Linked DNA regions of Mus musculus: region 2 is linked to region 1. The links are chromatin contacts, called in public Hi-C maps. All regions are on one chromosome and are shown on one strand. The core of a region is the stretch at or near the end of the contact, and the rest is flanking DNA. Distances in the headings are between cores, read along the strand shown. Region 1 has its middle 9.2 kb from the start of Gm29796. Region 2 holds the start of 1700010L04Rik (a long non-coding RNA gene).

Region 1 (5,897 bases), core at 2,496-4,995:
TATGGTCTAGGCCATTCTCCCCTTCCCCTTCCTTCTTGGGACTCTATTTTCTCGAGCTGTCTTCCTAAGTGAGATGCAGAATACAGCATTTCCTGCTTAGGGTGCCTGTCTTCTGCAGGGAATAGAGTCGAAATTCCTGAAGATGCTGAGAAAATCTTTTTAAAGTCATCCTCTGGCCCACTGACTATGGGCTGTGTCCTCCCCAAATGGAGAGGCTGAGACTCTAATGTCTAATGTGAGGATACTGAGAAATGATGTTTCAGGGTGGTAATAATATAATGAGGGTAGTGTGCTCCTCAGTGGGATCCATGCCATGAATGAGATGAATAAGGCTAGAGGGGACCTCGATGGCCCTATCCACCATTTGAGCACACAGAAAACAATGTACTCTGGGAACCACAGGGCATCCATTGCTAGACACTGGATCTGCTGGTACTTTTGTCTTAAGTTTTGTCTCCAGATTTTTAAGCAACCGTGTTTCTCAGTCCCTCTGTATATGGCCTTTTTGTTCTCAAGGCCCTGATAAGGCACAGGTATCAGCCTCTGTCTCAGTTTCCATCAAAGCCAATTCTTTCTAGAGTCTCTATGCATGATGATCTGCAATTTCAGATCTCTACTGTCCTTCTCTGCCCTCTGAAACACATGTTCCAGATAATGCTCCGAAAATGTCACCAATATTGGGTCAAGTTTATTTCATACATGGGCTGATAGTAACACATCACTTCTGGGGGATTGGCACCCCAAAAATGTATAACCTGGATTTAGTGATGAAGAAACAGCAGACAGCTCTACTTGCGGGGAGTCCCATAGAGTAACTGGCCTACAGATTTTAAAATGCCAAGGTCATAGAGGACAAAGACTGAAAATTGTTAGATAGAGGGTGTTGAAAGAGATATGGGCTGAAGTATGAAGTGTTTGGATTGGAATGGCCCCTTTCAAGGTCCATCCCCTGCCTAGTATCTTCTGAATCCCTTCAGAGAGAGCCCTCGCCCCTGCCACTCCCTGTCCTGGGACTCAGCTTCTTTTAAATGGTGATTGGCCAGCCGAGGTGGATGAATGTGTGTGTCAAGGCAGTAGCTCACACTATTGAGAGAGTCTCTTAAAGAAAAACAGTTATAATCCAAACAAACCCTAGGACCCCATCTTACACCTATTAGAGTGGCTAAAACACTCAAGTGACAGCACATGCTGGCGAGGATGTAGAGCAAGGGGAACGCTCTTCCATTGCTGGTGTGCAAACTTGTTTGACCTCTTTGGAAATCAATTTGGTGGTTTCTCAGAAAACTGAGAATAGTTTTACCTCAAGATCACTCCTGGGCATATACCCAAAAGATGCCCCACTATACCACGGGAACACTTTCTCAACGTGGTTCATAACAGCTTTATTTGTAATAACTAGGAACTAAAAACAATCTAGATGTCCCTCGACTGAAGAATGGATAAAGAAAATGTGGTACATCTACACAAATGAATCCTATTCAGCTATTAAAAAAATAAGAAAAGACAGGCTGGTGAGATGGCTCAGTGGTTAAGAGCACTGACTGCTCTTCGGAAAGTCCTGAGTTCAAATCCCAGCAACCACATGGTGGCTCGCAACCATCCGTAATGAGATATGACTCCCTCTTCTGGTGTGTCTGAAGACAGCCACAGTGTACTTACATATAATAAATAAATAAATCTTTAAAAAAAATAAAAAAGAAATAAAAAAGAAAAGACATCATGAATTTTCAGACAAATGGATGGAACTTGAGAATATCATCCTGAGTGAGGTAATGCAGACCCAGGAAGACATGCATGTTATGTACTCACTTATAAGTGGACATTAGCCATAAAGTGCAAGACAACCACAGGCCTAAAGAAACTGGGTAGTAAGAAGGTCCCAAGGGAGGATGCAAAAATCTCACTCAGAAAGGGAGATTAAACAGTCATCAGAGATGAACTGAGAAAGACGAAGAAGGGACAGGGATGGCAATCAGGTGTGGGGAGAAGAGGGCAGAGGAGGAGAAAGGAGGGGCCAAGGAGGCCAGGGACTGAGTGGGGTGGGGGGCGCATCTCTGGGACCAGCTGGAGGCCTGGGACTGGGAGAACACAGGCAATTTGTGGGGGCGATCCTAGCTGAGATTCCGACCAGAGGGGGATATACAGACTGAAGTGGCCACCTCCTGTAGCCAGGCAGGAATTCAGAGGAGAGAGGGGGACATCAATCCACCCACAAACCTTCAACCCAAAATTTGTCTTGCCTACAAAATAGCGATAAAGATGGGAACAGGCAACCAATGACTGCCCTAACTTAAGACCCATCCCATGTGAGAGAGCCAACCCCTGACACTATTAATGGTATTCTGCTATGCTTGCAGACAGGAACCTAGAATAAATGTCTCCTGAGAGGCTTCATCCAGCAATGGAGGGAGGCAGATGCAGAGACCCACAGCCAGACAATCTGGCAGAGTTTGGGAAGTCTTGTGGAAGAGTGGGGAATAGAATTGAACAAGCCAGAGGGGTCAAGGCACCACAGGAAGACCTACAGAGTCAACTAACAGGGGCCTCTGGGGACATATAGAGACTAGGCTGCCAACCAGGGAGCACCTAAGCCCACAACACATTTGTAGCAAATGTGCAGCTTGGTCTTTATGTGGGACACCTAACAACTCCCACAGCAGAGCCTGTCTCAGTCTTTGTTTCCGTCCATTAGATCCCTTTCCCTCTACCTGGACTGCCTGGTTGGGCCTCAGTGGGAGAGGCGGTGCCTAGTCCTGTTGGGAATAGATGACCCAGAGTGAGATGGTACCCAAGTGGGGGATTCCTCCTTCTCTGAGGAGAAGGGTAGAGGGCAGTGGGGGAGGGATTTGTAAGGGTGGGGACTGAGAGGAAAGGAGGAAGTGGTATTGTGATCAGATATAAGTGAATAAAAACAAAATAAATTATTGGAGAAAAAAAACCCAATAAAGTCTGGGCTAAGTTCAGCCCCGAGGCTTGGTCCATTAACTCCTGGCCATAGGCTCTGGGGACAGCCATGTGTCTCATTTTCATGATGACTCCCGTGTGCTGCTGGAGGTAGGAGCCCAGAGTCTGTCCGGATGCTATCAGGGTCTGGTCTTGTCTCTTCTAGTTATATCACCTCTAGAAGGTGATTTTAACTCATTAAATCTGGAGGTCCTCTCCTGAAGTAAATGGGAATTGCTCCTTTCAGGATTGTGAAGGGTCCCTGCCCAAAGCAGCCTCTGAAATGAGGCACAAGGCGATCTCTGACTGAGCTTGGTCTCCAGCACTGGAAAGGGGGACTGGAGAGGGAGGGAGGGAGGGAGGGAGGGAGGGAGGGAGGGAGGGAGGGAGGGAGGGAGGAAGATGGTTTTGAGGTTTAAGGACCCTCTTCATAAAATGTCATTTAACTTTTATCCCCACACTTGAGGAAAGTACACGTAGCCAGGGGTTGGAAATTTCTTTTCTTGTCTCCAGAGAGTTCTGCGCAGAGTCTGTGTGGTAAGGAAGAGGGTTGGGGCCTACAGAGCTCTGGTAGAAAGAAGCTGAAGGCTCAGAAAAACTCAGGTGGGAGGAAACAAAGAAGAGGGGTCAGTCGTTAGTCCTTTTTCCCTTCTGCTTTCTTGAGGCTTCAGAAAGTGAAATTCTGATGTCAGCAGAGTGAATTATGGTATCTTTTTGTGAGTCGGTGTTTCACTTTCTCTGGGGAGTTCCTTCCTTTTTCCCAGAGGCTTGTCATGTGTCTGACCCCTAGGTCTTCCCTCTCTTCGGGGTCACTCTGACCTTCCTCCCACTAGACAGCTCATCCAACCTATCTGTGTCATTCTGTTTTCCATTACTGTGGCAAAAATACCTTAGATAAACAACTTATGAGGAAGAACAATTTATTTGCCATCAGTTTCAGTCTGTGCTTCGTTGGCTGTGTGGCTTTTGGGCCTGTGGCAGCACAGAATATCTTAATGGGAACATATGGCTGATCACCTCTAACAGCTAAGATGGAGAGAGAGAGAGAGAGCTGGTGCCCTGATATTCCCATCGAGGGTATCTTCTCATCGACCCAACTTACCATCTCTCCCAATAGTACCCCAGGCTGGTGGCCAAGCTCCAACACCTGAGCATTTCAGGGACATTCAGCATCCAGACTACAGCACTACCCAAGCCAGTCCCTAAGCACAAATTACTGCTGCCCAGAGTTCAACGTAAAGAAAACTGATGAGCCAAGGGGTTCATTCTCTGGCACCTTAACCCTTCGGAAAATATTTGCACATCAATATGGACCACTTTATTGATTCTTTTTTATTTTAATTTTATTTTATGTGAGTGGAGTTTTGCCTGTATATATGAGCAGTACTTGTGTGTGCCTGGTGCTAAGGAGGCATCAGATGCCCTAGAACTGGAGCAGGACATGGTTGTGAGCCCACCCACTATGTCTTCCCTTTCTGCAGGGAACATGGGTGCTGGAAACCAAAACCAGGTCTGCTGGAAGAGCAGTGAGTGCTCTTAACCCCTGAGCCACTGCTCTGGCCCTCATACTAGTTCTTAAATAGTGGAACATCAGAGTTCCAAAAACAAATCCAAACCTAGCTGTGTGAGTAAAGGGATCAAAACAGGAGCCCAAACCCTGCTAGAGGTAAAGATCTGCCTCCATAGTGTCTGCCCTGCCTGCCGGCCAGGAGCTTGGGCTCTACAAATGGCAAGTCTAGCCTGGGAGTGGTATCAAAGATGGGTGTCAGGCTCCTTGGCTGTGTGTCTAGCAGTGGGGTTGGTATGGTGAGTGGGGCATTAGAACTGGGAGGCAGAGGGAATTCAGAGGCTGCACACAGTCTGGCCATTGGTGGATGCTGACCTGTTAGAAGCTGGACCTGAAGACCGAGGATGGGCGAAGAATCCAGGGAAAGATGATGCTGATAAGGGGTTCACACAGTTGCTTCTTTATCTCAATCCCGGAAAGCACCCGAATAAAATCATGTCCCTCCTAATCCAGTTGGCATCCTGGGCCTTCACTTCAGGAGAACAGGAATGATGGGTAGACTCCAGGGAAGGTCCCATGGTGTGGTGAGCCAGTTAAAGCCATATCTTTGGTACTCCTGTTGTAAAAACCTTTCAACCAACCTACCAACAAACCAACCAACCTACCTACCTACCCACCAAGAGCTCTCACCAGACAGTCCTCAGCCTTCTGCCATTTTTCTTGGTTTCTCTTTCCTTCCCATCTCTCCCTGACATCTCCTTCTAAGATGAGTGCTGGGCATATATGACTCTACAAAAAGAGCAGCATAGGACAGGATGTACGTTTTCTGAAAGACCATGAGCAGCAAAGACATTTCCCCCCCTTTCCTGGCTTGTGTGTAGTGAAACCTAAACAGCCCGCCCTGTGTGCCAATGTTGAGTCTGTGGAATCAGATGGCTAACGTGGATCCCTCTCCCTTCTCACACAGTTACTCCACTGTCCATACAACCTTGCTGGTGTATCACAACCCTGTATTTTCCCTCACCCGAACGTCCCTCATGAGTGCATTGATCCGCCCTCCCCAGGTAGACTCTCTGAGGCCCTTCCATCTTCTTCTCCTCTCCTTCTGTTGCTCTTCTCCCTTCGTCTTTTCAACAGATTTTATTTTATATTTTACTTTTTGAGAACAGTCTTAGATTTAGGGTGAATTTGTGTGACCAGCACAGAGCTAGCTAGTACTGTCTTTCTCTTTGTCTCCACAAACTTTCCCCTCATGAATGCCATCCGTGTTGTACCTCGTTGTAGTTAGGACAACACAATACTGGTGCATTATTGCCAGTGTCACGGGGCAGTTTGTTCAGTATCTTGGTTTGGTTTGAACCTGGCCTTTTCCTTTTTTGAGCAAGGATCTGGTGTAGACCCCTCCAGTGGTTATCTCTCCGTCCTTCTTAGGCTCCTCTTGCCTGTG
Region 2 (5,897 bases), core at 2,224-4,723, 49 kb after region 1:
CAATATAATGAGGCTATTATGAAGCAAGCCCTTCTTAATTGAAAGTGGAAAAAGTTGTTTTATATTTTCAAAACCATCTGTAATGAGCATTATTAATTTTAGAATCAGAATCTTGCAGAAGCATCTGGCTATTTTGAGCCATGAAAAGAGGTGACTGAGTAGACGTGCTCACAGGAGTTTGGCTGGCTCTGTTACCTCTCTGATAGCCTGGATGTGACAACGCATACCTAGCAGAGGTATTGTAGTTTTGCCTGTTTCTAGCTTCATCCACTACTGATCTGTATTTCAGCTCAGAGCCTAGTTAGAAGCAACTCATGTGCAATCTCTTGGTCGGTCTTGTTTTTACTTGCAACCCCATGCAGTTTTCTTCCTGTGGAATACTGAATACCCTACCTTTTTCTTTCCTTCAGCATCTGGGCTCTGCCCAGTCTGTATGTAATTCACCTTTCACGTCTCCCTTCCAATACCTCCACTGAAGACATCTCAGACTTCACTTGAGAGACTAACCGGCTCCATCTCCGGGGTCCTCTAGCCAGGCACTCTGCACTGCCGTCTCCTTCCGGGATAGCAGCATGAATGTGTCCAATCCAGTTTCAATGTTTCCACTTGGTCCTCAAAGCACCTGGCATGGCAGCTTCTGCATTGCAGCTGGCCCTTTATTTACAATGTTTCCATGATTGCTTGAAGGTGACAAGTGAAAAGTACTGAATCCAAGCCCTCTTTCAAGGTTTAGTCTTGATCTTTCTTCATTTTTTTTTTTTCAATGCTGGGTAGCAGGAAGCTTCAGCCTCCAGTGGCTAGGAGGTCACAAAGGAAAGCAGCTACCATCCCAGAATGTTCTGTGTGCCTAAGTTTCCTGGGTTGTGTAGGTTAGTATGTAACAGGTCAAGCATGTCTAATCAGAAATCTGACTCTGAAGTGCTCTGAACTTGGTAACGTTTTGAGAGCTGAAATGACACTCCAAGTGGAAAATCCCAAACATGACCTCATGTGACAGGTTGCAGTCAAAATGCAGGTGAACTACAATGTTGCATAAAATTACCTTTAGGCTGTGTGTATAAAGTGTGTATGAAACACAAGTGAATTTTATGTTTAAGACTTGTCAGTCCTATCCCCCAGGGTATCTCATTATACATATGCAAATAATTTCAAATCTAGAGAAATCTAAAGCAGTTCTCCACCAGCCATTTCACAGAAAAGATACTCAACTTGCATATTCATTTTGAACTTAGAATATTTTCAACTTAGGGGTTTTGGGGTGATGTAACCCCATCTTAAGACAAGGAGTATCTGCACATGAGGAAACAGACTCAGGCATAATCACTTGGCCAAGAATCCCAGGGAGTAAAGGTGGGTGGAAGTCTGTGGGTTCAGCTGTGTGGTATAATCCACGTTGGGTTTCCTGCTAAGTCTGGGTTCTCAGTTGACACATCAGGAAATCTGTATCAGAGACTTACTTTCTATACTTGTGTATTTGGTGTCTAGCCTAGGGGATGTTACATGGATAACTGTTAGAGGTGTAGACTAACCTGCTATGGACCTGGGCAGATTCCCTCCAGCAAACCATCCCTGAGGCTGCCTTTACATGGTATGATCCATTGTTTAAACACTTGGGGACTCTAGCTTCCAGTTGCAGGGCAGACACTGGACTCTCATGTCATATTTACAACAAGAAGAGGATCATGAAATGACCTAGGGAACATCTAAACATGTACATGTCTTAATTTAGCCATAAAGCTGGGGATTTTTAAATCTATGTGAGCCTTTACAATACAGTAGTTATATTTTTATTTTTTATTTTTCTGAGACAGAGTCTTGCTATGCAGTCTAAGCTGGTCTCAAATTCTCTGCATTCCTGCCTCAGCCTCCCAAGTGTTGAGATTACAAGTGTGAGCTACCAGGTAGGTCCAGTTTAATGTAGTTGAGATTCTCATGTATGTATGCATGTATGCATGTATGCATGTATGTATGTATGTATCTATCTATCTTTCATACATATGTACACACACACACACACACACACACACACACACACACACACACACATACACATTACATGAAAGAGAATTCACAAAGCTTTGACCTTATGGACAGTGTTGGAACTAGACAGTAGATTTTATAGAATTCTGTCAAGGTTGAGTTTACCAAAGTTAATCCATGGAACATGGTTTTGTAAGAGAATACCTCATTCTTAGATACCAAGAGTTCCAAGTTCAAGGGTCATGGTGTGTACCTGGTTCACAGGTATTTCAGGAATTGTGTGTGTGTGTGTGTGTGTGTGTGTGTCTGAGAGAGAGAGAGAGAGAGAGAGAGAGAGAGAGAGAGAGAGAGAGAGAATACATGAGGAGAAGAGCATCAAAGGTGAAGCAGAAAGATACCAATGACAAAGACAGTGGGAGAAATGTGTGACACTAACAACTCTAGCAACAGCGTAAGAATCTGAATGGATGAGGGTTCTTTGTATTATTCTTAGTTTTACAAATTTTCTGAAAGTTTGAATTAAGTCCCAGTTGAAAGTTAAAAGAGCAAAACAACAGAACAAACGAAACAAAACAAACAACCCAAAACCCCTAAAACTTCAGCGTGAACAAAATCATTGACGAGCAGAGGTATAACGGCCTGGAGGCCGTGGAGCCTGGAGGCTGTAGGAGCCTGCAGTTGGACCAACACAGCCTCTGTTCTGGACCTATTCATGAGTCTTGAATGTGCCCACAGTTCAGCTGGCCCAGTTCTACCAGAGGCAGAGCGTTTCCCTGCAGATGTGATGCTAGGCGCACAGGCATGTCTGTGCTTCCAGAAGTCCCCATCACATTCTGGGCCAGAGACACAGATGGTGGCTGGATTCCAGCCACAGATGTAGCTCCCTCCAGAACAGTGAGGCCTACAACTGGAGCATGCTGCTGCTGGGTCACAGGCCTGAGGGCACAGTAGCATCTGTGTGACTGCAGACTTATTCTCTGTGAGAGGAACAGTTAAGGCTATCCATGGCCTCGCATCTGCTGGTCCCATTCACTATGACAAGGCTGTGCAGTCAGCTTCTCACCCTCTCACCCCCATGCCTGAGGTCAGCATGAAAGTGTTAGCCACTAACCCCTGGACTGTCCTTCTGCATACAATTCCCCCACAAACATCTTCAGAACATCTCTGTGAGATTACTTCCTTTATACCAGGATCTTGGGTAGCTATTTCTTCCTAGTGGCTACACTCCTTAGAGATGCTAAACACACGACAAAGTTATGAGAGTTCTTAAGAACATTACAAGACTCGAGACCCAGCCCCCATGAAGCCCATCCCAAAGGTTGCACAAGCCGTCACGGTTACTGGAGAGAGGAGACTCTCTCATGGAATTGCCTGCAAGTTGTGCAGAGAGTGTCAGAGATATTGCTTTTATGAGGTCATCCATGCTGGGATGGGTTTTCAGTGACATAGCTGCCTGAGTCACCTGTGTTCTTATAAGTAACCCCAATAAAATCATTGGTTCACTTTAGCCTATTATTGGTTGTGCTCTACCTGGGCATTTGCTCACATCTCCAACAGGCCCAGGTAGAGAGTTTATATGTAACTTACTATTGTGTTCCAAGGCTAGCTGCATTGAGTGCAGTATAAAAGAGCCTCACATTTCACAAAAGTGGAAACTAAGACACAAAGGTTAAAGAGCTCCCAAAATAACACAGAGAAAGAGAAGTGGAGGTTTCTCAGTTGGCAGGGGAAGGAAGTGGGTGAGTCTGGATCAGGTTAAGGAAAAGGAGTGGACAGAGCCCCAAGATCCTGGTGAGAGATGAAGGAAGTGTGTGTGCATACGCGTAGCGCAGAGGGAGATACATGTCAGGGCAAGCATCATTTCCACCAGTCTTAACCCCATAAAAACTATCAAGTGAAAATAATTTAAAACAAGGACACTCAGGATGGAGTCCCATGTGTGAGCAGTGTGATGTCACTCGAGATGGAGTTCCACTCGTGAGTAGTGTGATATACTGGTGCAAGTTGAGGTCCTCATAATTGGTGTTCGAGTCCTTTCTGGGGGAGCTTGGAGCCTACCGACATTTTAGAAGAATGAAATCACTTGAAACAAGTCCCCTTCAGACTTACCTTCCTGATTCTACAAATGAGTACATGGAGATACCCCTGGAAGGTACTGTGCATCTGGCATAGCAACGGAGTCTGTGAGCTTCAAAAGATTCATGATAGCCAGTAAATGAAAAGGAAGAGGAGGAGGCTGTGGGGGAGGGGGAAGGGAAGCGGGGAGGGGGGGTGAGAGATGGGGTCAGTTCTGGAACATTTCAGGGGCCTTTCATTTCCATCCCACTCTGCCTTAACCTTGACCAAGATGTTAGTACTCATGCCTTGCTTGAAGACATTTGACTTAGTTTTTAAAGAAATCACAAGCTTTTAAGATTTAAAGAAAAATGGTTGGAGATGGTGGTCCTGGATGCTCCCTCAGCCTTTTCCCGGTTCTGATTCTGATGTGTAAAGCTTCCCCAAATCCTGCAAAGAAAGATAAAAGCCTGTATTCAGTGTGTGGGGGTGACTAAAGGAACTGCACCCCAGGAAGCTAAGCAGGCAGGGTGGGGCTGAGGACGATGGGGCTGTAGAGTAGACACCATGTTCCTGAGTGAGGCTAGTTCTTTTCACAGCCCATAGCATAGCCTCAGCTCAACAACTGATCTGCAGCAGGAACCTCTAGCGAAGGGAGGGCACTCAGCCCAGGGCAGGCCAGTTCCCAGTTCCTCCTGTTAAAGGTAGGAATGGGAAGCGTGTGTGTGTGTGTGTGTGTGTGTGTGTGTGTGTGTGTCCGTGTTAGTGTGTAGTGGGAAACATTAACTGGGGGTTTCTACACACCTTAGATCATTTAGTTCCCAAATAAAAGACACAACCCCTTTATAATAAGCTTAAAGCACAAGAACTGGGCTGATATCAGTCTTCTGAACTATGTTGTCTACTTCCCTGTCAGTAACCCGGATATATCACTTGTCATGTTCTGCCTGGGCTGCTCCTACTCCAAGTGGCTGGTCCTCATGGCCATGCTCTCACGACCCACCTCACCATGGTCTCCTCTTCCTTCACCTCTCCTCCCTCTCCTTCCTGTCTCTCCTCAGACCCCAAGCCCAGGAATGGAAGCTCTTCCTACCTCTCTTCTGCCCAGCTATAAACTGTAGGTATCCTTATTAACCAATAGCTTTAAATTAAGGAGCAAGGTTTGCACAACACAAGCTGGTAACTGTGAGAATTCACTCACAGGCAACTAGATCTTCAGGTACAGATTTAGCATTATGATACATAACAACAGATTAAACCTCAACATAGTGAGCATGTGTATGTGTGTGAGAATATGTGAGTATATGTGTGTGTGTTTGAGTGTGTGTATGTGACTATGTGAGTGTATGAGTAAATGTGTGCGAGTGTGTGTATTTGTATCTGTGTGTGTATGTATGTGTAAGTGTATGGATATGTGTGTGAGTGTGTGTGTGTGTGTGTGTGTGTGTGTGAGAGAGAGAGAGAGAGAAGTGTGTGTGTGTGTGTACCAGACAGAACTTTAAAATTAAGAGTTTCTTTTCTGGAATGTTTAGTGCCAGCAGAGACACTCTCCAGGGAATGTTTACATAATTGTAAAGATGTAATCATTCCTTTCTCGGGGCACATTTCCTGGGAATTTAATCCTTACTAGAAACAATGAAAGCTATTAGTGAAAATACATGATCAATCCACAATCAAAATCCAGGTTGGCAACGTTAACAGCATATGTGGATTTTCTTTCTAGGGTTCTGGCCCCTCAAGTGCAAAGCGATTTTAACATGAAATGCTGTCTGTTTTCTCTATGTAGATCTACATGAATTTAATATTAGTAGCTGTCTGATGTTTCATTCAACTGGCTATGGCCGCAAGGAGCTGGAACCAAT

The links. A called contact is a pair of places that touch in the nucleus more often than the background predicts.
Region 2: a contact with region 1 is called in a Hi-C map of bone marrow-derived macrophages, with 2.4 times the contacts expected there. The contact joins the promoter of 1700010L04Rik here to the enhancer-like site in region 1. A contact is called at or near these places in 2 of 484 Hi-C or Micro-C datasets (bone marrow-derived macrophages and uterus) and 3 of 115 datasets of contacts at active chromatin or transcription factors (embryonic fibroblasts and embryonic stem cells).

Annotation. Positions count from the first base shown.
Region 1 is chr7:82,798,761-82,804,657 of GRCm38.p6, forward strand. No RefSeq gene overlaps it. Among named protein-coding and RNA genes, the nearest start is that of Gm29796, 9.2 kb to the right of the region's middle. Within about 2 kb of position 3,746, at least 10 of the 459 cell types and tissues checked have an H3K27ac peak or open chromatin away from gene starts, as enhancers often do. A contact at or near this core is called in bone marrow-derived macrophages, where this site is marked.
Region 2 is chr7:82,848,126-82,854,022 of GRCm38.p6, forward strand. 1700010L04Rik (a long non-coding RNA gene) reads left to right here and starts at 3,474. Exons shown (of 5, transcript XR_378283.4): 1 at 3,474-4,132; 2 at 5,822-5,897. Gm36584 (a long non-coding RNA gene) reads right to left here. Exons shown (of 5, transcript XR_003946820.1): 3 at 4,090-4,485.